Regions from separate parts of the Anser cygnoides genome. Here region 2 is linked to region 1. Evidence: chromatin contacts called from public Hi-C data. All regions are on one chromosome and are shown on one strand. Each heading gives the region's core, a stretch centred on a gene start, on an enhancer-like site or on the middle of the called end of the contact. The rest is flanking DNA. Distances are from core to core; before and after follow the strand shown.

Evidence for each region. Hi-C and Micro-C count contacts between places; a contact is called where the count stands out from the background.
Region 2: a contact with region 1 is called in a Hi-C map of liver, with 4 times the contacts expected there. The contact joins two enhancer-like sites. A contact is called at or near these places in 2 of 7 Hi-C or Micro-C datasets (both in liver).

Annotation. Positions count from the first base shown.
Region 1 is chr2:152,964,575-152,969,843 of Taihu_goose_T2T_genome, forward strand. No RefSeq gene overlaps it. Among named protein-coding and RNA genes, the nearest start is that of MYC, 200 kb to the right of the region's middle. Within about 2 kb of position 2,062, at least 1 of the 3 cell types and tissues checked has open chromatin away from gene starts, as enhancers often do. A contact at or near this core is called in liver, where this site is marked.
Region 2 is chr2:153,080,244-153,085,301 of Taihu_goose_T2T_genome, forward strand. No RefSeq gene overlaps it. Among named protein-coding and RNA genes, the nearest start is that of MYC, 89 kb to the right of the region's middle. Within about 2 kb of position 2,093, at least 1 of the 3 cell types and tissues checked has open chromatin away from gene starts, as enhancers often do. A contact at or near this core is called in liver, where this site is marked.

The DNA of each region.
Region 1 (5,269 bases), core at 812-3,311:
ACAAAAAAGGAGCGGAAAGGGTGAAGCATGAACATTTTTATTCTTTTTTTTTTTTTTTTTTTTAGATCAGCCACAGAAGTTTGTAGGTGTCTAACTTTGTGGTTTTTCAAACAACTTGATATTCTCATTAACTCTTTTTTTTTTTTTTCCATTTAAGAACAGAAACACTCTGTTAGTTTCAAAAATGTACTCATTTGCATTGTATAAACAGCATGTACTACTAAGTATTTTCAGTACATTTTCATAGAAAACAGAAATTTAAAATGAAGAGAAAAAGAATCCTTATCATAAGCTAATTTATTATAATAACAAGGGAATTATTTATGGTCAGATTCTGAAAAGGCATAAATCACATTCAATTTAAGAAATTTACACTATTTTTTGCATGTAGTACATGCAAATATTACTTACCTTCAGTGCAGATACACCCTAAGCTGAGGTTGCAAACGTTAACATTTACTACAACTGGAAGAAATAATGAATTTGAATTTGTAAAAGTAACTGAACAAAGTCCAAGAAGGTGCTGAGTATCACAAGACCAATGGGAACTATAGGAGGATGCACTGGAAGAGATGGCCCTGATCTGTGTCATTTCTTGTAATGGCCAATCCTTGTTAAAAGTCCCTTGCTTGCTTATGTCACAACGTCATTTGTACTGCGCCGCCAAAATATTCACAGGATGCCAAAGAGCTGACTTTCTGTGAGATCTTGGCAATCCTTCAAGGTTGTTGTCACAAAATGTAGTTCTCCTCTCCAAACAAAAGTTTGTTGGTAACAACTCATTGTCCATCAAATCAGATATTACCCGTCTAGTGCCATCAACATGACACGTTGTCCATACATGAAGCAGCAGGTCCCAAACCTGACCAGGGGTGCACAACTACACAACAGTCAGGAGCTGAAATTTGCTGCCTGTTTTTGAGATGTCCCTGCTGCAGACTTCTAGCCTGTTGTGCAAGAGCTTCCTGAATGCCCTCCATTGTAGGCATCTGGCTCTGCTTGCAGCTTTCCAGAGAAGTGCAGCCCCAGAGCATGCTCTCGGGTGGGCCAGGAAGCTGCATAGAGGGCTGCAGAGGCAGGCTTCGGAAAATCAGTACTCAGCACTTATGGCCTCTCCAAGGAAGGCAGCATATTCCTACTAAATCTGCATTAGCTGGATACATGTCATGAAACTGTCACCCTGACACACTCCTAAGGGGAAAGTTTGTACAGCTCGTATCACAACACATCTTCCTGGATCCTCTTAGTCTTCCACTGCAGCCATACCATTAAAGCCAAGTTAAGCTAAGGAATGCACCCCACAGGACCTTCTGCTGAAACAGGTGCAATTTAAGGCCTCTTGCTGGTCCTTGCGTGCAATATCTTCTTTGTAATTCACTGTGACGGAGGATCCCAGCTATTAAATTAACAGGTGTGAATGGCACAGCAAGACTAGGACAAGGAAAGACAGAGTTGTCGTTGTATTTAAATGCAAATTATTACAATTTAAATGCATTTTCTTTGTAGGACATTACACTGTTTCTCACTGTGTTTCATAGGAAATAAAGTAAAATGAAAGCCAGGACTAGTAATTGCAGAAAGACAATGTATACAGGGAAGCTGGTTTTACCTGAATAATATAAACTGATCTTCAAAAGCTCATTAACAACAGAGTCGTACTGTTTATTTTTATTGCAGTTGTGATTTTTAGGATTAGGACTATCAATATTTATTCATGTTTAACAGAACACAAACATCCGGTCAGTCCTGGCAAAGTGATATCCACTGAACTGCAATTTCATTGCACTTTAGTCATAGATCAAACAAAGGTCCCATTTATAGTAGGAGGGTAAAAGTACAACAGAGTCGGTAACAAGTGTGGCTATTGCCATAATACCTAATCTGTTGTAAATGACATATGAAGTTCTTTGTGAACCCAGCTATTGTCAATGGCAGGGGCAAAATCTGTGGTTTTTACCCGGTCAAACTCAGGTCTTACTAGAAATAAGGACTAGATGTGTGACTGCTTCTCCAGGTAAAAGCACCTTAGAAACTGAGGCAGATTATTTGGCAAACTGCTATTTCCACGTGAGGTTTCTCCAGATAACACTCCTTGCTGTTGCTTAATGGGTTTGAATTTGGGTCTTTTCAGCTGTTTTTTCCCAGGAAGTCTGTACAGTATACACCCTGAAGGTCTTGCCCAGGACACCTGACCACGTCTGCTGCCAGAGCTGCTCAGGACTGCAGATATATCTGTAGGGTCCAATATCCAGGGCTGAGGGACTCTGACCTAAGCAAAAGCTCCAAGTATGACTACATACTTAAAAATAGCAAAGCTAAACAACACGCATACCGGGCGAAGCGTGCTGAATGACATGGATTTGCCAGGATAGCTGAACTCAAGGAAGATTTGAGGGGTACTCTGTGGCCTTAGCCATATGAGCAATTATTTGTTGTTACGAAAAGTATTTGAGAGCTTGCCAGTGCATTCACTCTCACAGCACCCCAGGATGTGGCAAAGTGCTGCCAGCCTTCCTGGGGGCTGGGGGAAAGGAGGAGGTTGCACAACCTGGCCAGGGGAGCTACGGTCAGGCAGCCCAGCAGCACCTGCTGCTCGCACCTCTCCGCGGTCCTGGTGGCGTGCCAGCCACCTCACCTCCTGGGCTCACAGTCTTGCTGTAATTCACCCCCCTCATAGACTGAGAAATGCAGTGCAGTTTCTCCTTCCCTCAAATATTTAGGGGTACGTGATTTTACGTAAAATATTGCAAAAAAATAACAAGGGAATTGCTAAGGAAAACATTTTCTGCCAGAAGACATTAACACACCTTGGAGTGTGGTTAGTCTCACTCCAGGGGTTTAAAGAAGTTTAGCATGATAGAATTTCATAAATAGTAATATGTAAAGTACAAATCACTAATAAAAAATACTATTAATACTTTTTTTTGTGGATTTCCCAAAGCTGTTTCTCTGTCTTATGTAAACTGCATGCTCCTCAGGGCAGAGACTGCTTGGAGTCTGTGGCATGGACATCACTGAGTAGAAAAACTAATGAAGAAAGAAAATTAATTTCTTCATTTACTATTCTGACTATCAAAAATGCTCAAGGGGGACACAACAATGTGAAAAGTGAGGAGAAAATACAGCATATTTTATACATTTATTTTCATCTCCGGATGATTTTGACCACAAGAAAGTATTTGCCCATGATAGATGAACTGAGTTGCCATTCCTGTTAATATACTACTGTTTAATGATTTCTTTTCAGTATTCATTTTAATACAGTCAATGTTTACTTAGAAGGACATTAATAACACCAGGATATCTATCATATAGGAAATGGCTAATGAAATCTGTTTCATTTGTCAGTGGATGTTTATGTTTCAAAGCCGCATTGGATTGTTTATGCAAGATTTAGGGGAGAATGTTAGTGTTTCATTAGTGACTAATAACGAGAGTGAAGTTAAATGGCAATTAGTATGGATTTTTATTATTATTACTATTGCTATTATTTACATTACATCAGGACTCCCTTGGGCTGCAGATCGATGCTTGAAGCAGCTCAACTGTTGCTGCAAAGACTTCAGAATGAGACAAAGTATGTTTGATAGTGATATGGACACAGGACTGAGAGCCAGAGTTGTCAAGCTCTGCAAATGAGCTGACTCACTGCCAGTTGCTCCTGTGGTGAATCGTCCTACAAGTAGCCTTGTTGTCTCTAACACATCTTCTATATGAACGAAGCTTATAAGATTTCTGAATGTGGGATGCTTATACTCAACAGCTAATTCAGAGCTAATCTGCATCTCCTAGTTTGATGGTTTTGGAACCGACTCATTCATTTTTCTCTCAATAGCTGCTTCAAATTGGATTCAAAGGTCAAAATCTTTATGCATAACACATATAGCTTCTGTGGAGTTTTGCAGATCTCTACCATCTCAGAAATGGACCCCATGGTTTGAACACTACTGTGTTTGAGGAATTTCCTTTTGAAAAGTACAAATGTCTTTGCAATTTATGAAACGATTCAGGCATTTGAAAATGGCATGTTCCTTCTTCCTTTGCAAGTCAAGGTCTGAGTTCATTATTTGAGATTTTCCTTCCTTTCTTGCAAAAAGTTCAAAGAGGTACATCCTTGTTGCAAGGACATGAGAGTTGCCAGATTGCATCACAACAGGGACTGTTATGAGCATGGAAACAAGATCCCAGAAAGCTGGGGAGCTGCACTTGTCTTTGGCTGTCTTTTGCCCACCTTGTTCTTTGTGAACAAGGACAAATGTTAATGCCTTCCACTAAAAAAATAATACATAGTTTTGGTCAGGATGCACTTATGTGCAAGTGGAATTTAGTCCAAAATGACAATGACTGATGTCCAGCAATCTACCCTTTCCTTTTCAAATGATAAAAAAAAAAAAAAGTGCACATTGAAATCACCGGAAAATTGAGTCACTCTGGCTATGTTAACAGCATGGAAAGGAAGGTATATTGCCACAGCAAAACATTTCCCTTTTAGTTACTGCTAAAGAATGAAATGCAAATTCCAAAGGCAGTTCCCTTCCTCCTCTCCCCCTTCCCCAGCAATCCCTGAGAGTACAGAATATTATTAAAAAATGCCAAATCCAACCTTCTCTGCACTCCTACAACTACTTCCAAAGTCAACAGAGTCACGGGTGCACAAGGAACTAAGTGCCCCATCAACATACTTTAATTTTTAGCCATTATTAAATGTAAATCTTTCTAACATCAATATTTATTCCTGCTAAATATTAAGAATGTTTAGGCTTATGAGTCACCAGTTCTTTTCCAGTTAGCGCTTGCTCTACCACTTCCACCCTTGAATGGAACTAGAGATTTACACACGATATCAGCAAAGTCAACTGTTAGGAAAAGGCAACCACAGAATAACAACTGGGGAAATACATCTGTCAGAGCCAGCATGCTCCACTGTTGTCGTTTCTCTGCTGTTGGTTTTGCAGCAGGCTTGAGTGGTAAATCACAAAGAGGATGAATAAGTACAGAAGGATTTGCTCACAGTTTGTTCCATGAAAGCTAGAGGTTGCCATGGGAGACAGGAAGCATTTTTGGGCACTCCCACAGCAAAAAAAAAAAAAAAAAAAAAAAACTGTTGCCACTTTATGAACAAGTAGCAGCATGCTGTGTTTTGTTCAAGAGCCAGCATATGAGCTGACCAGCAAAAATGCTGGGGGAGGATAGGAAGACGTTTCCCGCCCCCCTCAGCTCAGTAAGCCCAGCTTACTTTGGATGCAAATCAGGGTCCTGTTAAAAGGGG
Region 2 (5,058 bases), core at 843-3,342, 120 kb after region 1:
AGAAGCATAAAAACAGGGCAGAAATCAATACAGGTTCGTTTCAGAGCATCATGATAATATTCATTTTAGTCCACTGGCTTATGACTCTCAACACCCCGTGTTTTAGTTCATTTCTTCTGTTTTACACCTGGCATGGCCACCACCACTGCTGCAACACCGTCAGGGCACATCGCGCTGGTTAGCTGTAATCCTCACATCCCTCACGCCTCCCCAGCGAGGAAATGAAATACAGCTATTGGCATGCTCAGGCAGACAGATGTGAGAACCAAGAGCTCAAAGGCTCTTAAACACTGGGCTCCCAACTATTAAGTCAGTGAGAATTAAGCATCTTAATCTTTATGAGGATCTGGGCTTGCACCACACACCTGAGGTGGTTCTGCAGCAGGCCAGGACACTGAACCTGTCTCTGCTGAGCTCCCAGCCAGACCTCTAACTGCAATCCAGCCACGTATTTTGACGCTTGCATTTGCACAGAGGTGTCTGTGCAGCTTAAGAGTAATTTGTATCCAGATGATTGCAAAACATCCCTGGAGCTTCCTGCAAGTGAAATAGATAAGCTTTCTGCCATATCAGAGCTTGGCTGCAGATGCTGGGCTTTAATGTCCAATCTTTAGGCACCAGTTGAATTCACAACTCTTTTCAAACTCCTGTCACCTAACCCTGACATTAAGGCTGTGCCCATGTTCAGACCTCCCAGCCACTACACTGAAACTTTGTCATTTCAACGCTTTGAGGTCATTGAGCTAGCCTGGAAGTCCAGAAACCAGGGCTGAGATAAGTCCAGTTCCCTCCTCTGCATAGCAAGTTCTCTGCTGCATCCATGTGTGTTGGAAAAAAAAACAGGTGTCAGCTAATGTTAGTCTCAGCTCTCCCACTCTTGACTTCTCCCACTTGTCCTCAAAGTCAGATGTGGAAGGAGACACCAGACTTAATTTCTAGAGAAGGGATCAGCTGCTGGTCTGGGAAGTAAAAATTGGGTGTTCCTTCTATATCTTTGCTGGTACAACAGAGAGGATGGACATCTCAGGTGGCTCTGGTTGGAAAAAAAATGTCTTCACGGTGAATACAATTACACTAACAAGTGTTCAATATGTGCAGAGTATAAAAGCTCTGATGGTCTCACTGAACAGGGAGGGTAAAGCATACCCAAAGAGGATAGGGCAAAGGGCTGAGTAGCTCAGCTGATTGAAGGACTGAGTAGGTCAACTCATTAATGTCATTAAAGGAGCGTGGATTATCTTAGACACTGAGCAGGATGGGTCTCTGGAAAGAAATAGTTTGAGGCTGTTACAGATATGAAGCGGATGAACTGAAACTATTCCAGTAATTTCAGAGGTTGTCAACCCAAAATAACATTGAAAATTATGTCCTTTTCCCAACATTCCCCTACAGGCAGCCTGGCTAGAAGCATGACAATTCTTTGTCTACCTGCACATGGATATGAGCTTTCTAGAGAAAAAGAAAAAAAAAAGGAAAAAAAAAGGAAGGAAGGAAGAAAGAAAAGAAGGAAGGAAAGAGTTGTTATAAATATTACTTCCATGATAAAAACAAACTGTGCTTGTATTTCAACAGATGTGGTATCAAGTCATGCATAATTTAGATTCTTTGCTTGGGCTGGACCTTTGGGATTGACAGAGGAGCTTTACTGGATTATGACTTGTGGGTTGAAATTAAAAATGACAAGATAAGAGTCTCTGATTTTCCAGATGTAAGTAGGGCCACTCAAGCACACAATAAAAGGGGTTTTGGCATTTAGATAAGATTTTCAGTCATTAAGACTTTGTACTTCAGGTTCTGTTTACAGCAAACCTCAGCTTGACAAAAAAGGATTTTTAAATCAGTGAGTGCCAAGCCAATGATTTCCTTTCTGTGAAGCTGCATAAACAATAACTCATATGAAATGATGAAGTAGAGATTGGGTACCTTGAGACTGTATGAGTATTGCTAATTGATTGTTTTTAACCTTTCAAGCTTTTATGTTTGTCCGGTGATAAATAGTCGTTTTTCAATATTTTTGGCTTTTACATCAAAATGTCAAGTAAACAATGTTTTTTGATAGAATACATCCAGAACTGAACCTAGATTATTCTGCTTTTTTTGTTATTTGCCTTTGATGATCTGTAGTCTTAAGAAAATAATCCCCTTTATACTTGAATCTCAGACCTGGCTTTTCTCCTGTGAATAGAAAGAACTTACTTGTAGTTTGGCTAAACAGTTAATTGAGCACTGAAAAGTCAAAGAAGAACAAGGTGAAAGAGGAAAAAGAAGCAGTAAACACAGCTCCCCACTCCTGGCATCGCGTAACTAATATTTTAACAGCGATGAAAAACAGAAGTGATGCAATATTTAGGAAATCCGTCCAGAAAGTTGAAAAACAGGACTTGATTTCCTGTTTGACCTTGGCTGTTATTTAAGGCCACATTCAGGCCACAAACCAGAAGGACCTAAAATTAGGCATCACGAATCCTATGACGTTCAAGCAATTCAGCCCACCTGCTGTGTACAGAACACTCCCGAAATGATGGATAGAGAGGAGCAGTCACATCACCTAGGTTAGGCAGCGATAGCCACCGAGGGGATCAGTAAGGCAGTGCGCCCACCATGGGTGTTGTGATTTCTCCTAGTGACTCCAGACGGGAGCCTAGGATGTGACGTAGCAATGAGGAAGTGGCACCTTTTTTCATTCAATTCAAACAAAACACCTTTTCCTATCTCACTTGGGCATTATAAAGGTTAATGCTCTGTTGTTTCGGTGCTTACATGTTAGTGATAAGGTCAGGTAAATACTTGGGAGACAAAGGCTGTAAGTTGAGGTAGTATGTTTTATTGGACCAACCACCGAAGATAAGTACCTGCATATATAGCAGGCTATATAGGGACCATAAATATCCCAAAGCCCACAGAATTCATCTTGCTTTCACTCTCAGGTGTGGAACTGCAGATCTCAGTAGATGGAAGGAAGTTACAAACAAACAAACAAACAAAAAGTGTATTTTGCTGCATAATATCCATACTATGGTCCCTGCTGATTGTGAGAACAACCAGCACCAGATGCTTAAAAATAAGGGCTAAAAATGCAAGTAGAAGGTAGGATTGTCACCTTGTACAACTAAAAAGGCACTCTGTGCTTTTGTTTGGAGTGTTTCTCAGCTCTAACAGCCATAGGAAAGGTGACATGAGGAGAGGAGCATTCTCCATCAGCTCCAGCCCTGGACCTTCATGGAGCTCACAGCATGATGCTGGGTCACGCTGCTTGTTAGCTGGGACATTCGTTTATTAATACATGAACACACATTAGTCCTAGGCTGCTTGTTAGCTGCTTTCAACAGCAATAAAAGTTCCACTCTGTACTAAATCAACTCTATTACTCCATTTAAATGGCTTTTTCGGTGCTGCAGAGCCAGGGTTTTTGTCCACATACCATTCAGCTTTCTCCAAAGCCCTTTACCCTGCAAATCCAAATTATCTGTCAGAGGAGAACTGCTCTGCCAGCTTTCTTTGCAGGGCACTGCAAACCTGGGATAAAATGTATCTACTGACTGCAGGGTTTTTCTCTGTTGTTTCTGGCATGCCCCTTCCCCTCAGAGGCTCTAATAACCAAGGCTGCTTCCTCTCTCAGGGTCAAGATGAAGCTGGCATCATGCATGATTTTGGCTGGCTGGAAAACCTGAGATGCCAAACACCAATCACCAACTCCCTGTGCCAGGCACTGCTACGGAAACCAAGTCCCTGCCCTGATGAGGGGTGACCTAAAAGCATTAGGACAATCAGAAGGATAAATATAACAAGATAAAATCTGTGCTCCAGCTTTCACAGCGAGAAGACAGCAAAGCCAGCAACAGAGCCAGTCTCCTCCTTCTCAGAGTAATGCCTGACCCCTGGACAAACAAACAACAGCTCGTAACGTAACACAGGGAAGCTGCTTTGGACTCCCAATTAACCCTGTAAGAATGACTTGACAAGCACTACAGAATACCAACAAAAGACATTTTTATGGAGGCATTCGTTTGCTTTAATCGAGCAAAGAGTTTAATTAAATTTTCCTCACACACCAGATAAATAGCATTTCTCTCTGTCCTGCTCTGTATCTTGTGAATGATACTTTAATGTGGTTTCCCCAGAGTCATTCCTTAAATTGCAATGATTAACCACAGCCAGGGTATTTTTTCTCATGCACTAAATGTCAAACTAAAGGCAAAAATAAAATTAAAATTATATTGTCATTTTGTGCTGGCTCCGAATTCAACCAGTTGGAATAATCTCAGTGCCCATGAATGTGGCCATTTTTCTCTTTGGCCAGTCAAAGTAGATGCCTTCATCTCTGCTTGTATGCACAGAAGCAGAGGGACCTTGGCTGCATTATAAGCCATGGCTCCTGAAGCCTGCAACCTCTCCCTTTGGGAGCTGTGGAACACAGTACTGTAAGTCCCTCAGGATATATCACTGATAAGAAAGATCAAATTGTACATAGCAGAACAAAATGAAAGAGATGTAATTCACTTCAAGAGCAGCATTGGCTTCCTGTGCTTCCTCCCTTTGTGCCCCATTGAGCCTTGGGGAGAAAAGAATTAGGAAGGAGGTAGAGTAATTGCTGAGAGACAAAAGCATCAAGGCCAAAAAAATTAGGGAAAGATTCAAACCTGTGGAGATGCCAAGATTTTTCACTTCATTAAATCAGCCCATTCAGGGTCACATATAAGGATGGAAAATCTCTTTGTGCATTTGCCTCTTCATAGTGCCATACAGGAGAGGGGCACTGCCTGGTGTCACTGAGATGCACTCAGCACTTCTCAGGGGTACCAGGTCCTGCGCATGGGTGGTGAGGCTGGTATAACAGCATCTGCAGATGAACAAAAGGAATTCTCCCTCACAGGGCAGCTTTGGCACCCAGCTTAATTTACCTTCTTTACCCGTACTGAAAGCTGAAGGAGAAACTTTACCAGCCACCCTCTTCCCCCACCAAAATGGATTTGGATGCAGTCTTCTGGCAATAATGTAAGTTAAGCAGCAGAACCCATGGAAAAGGCTCAGTTAGTGGCAGGTTTTTGTTTGTTTTTG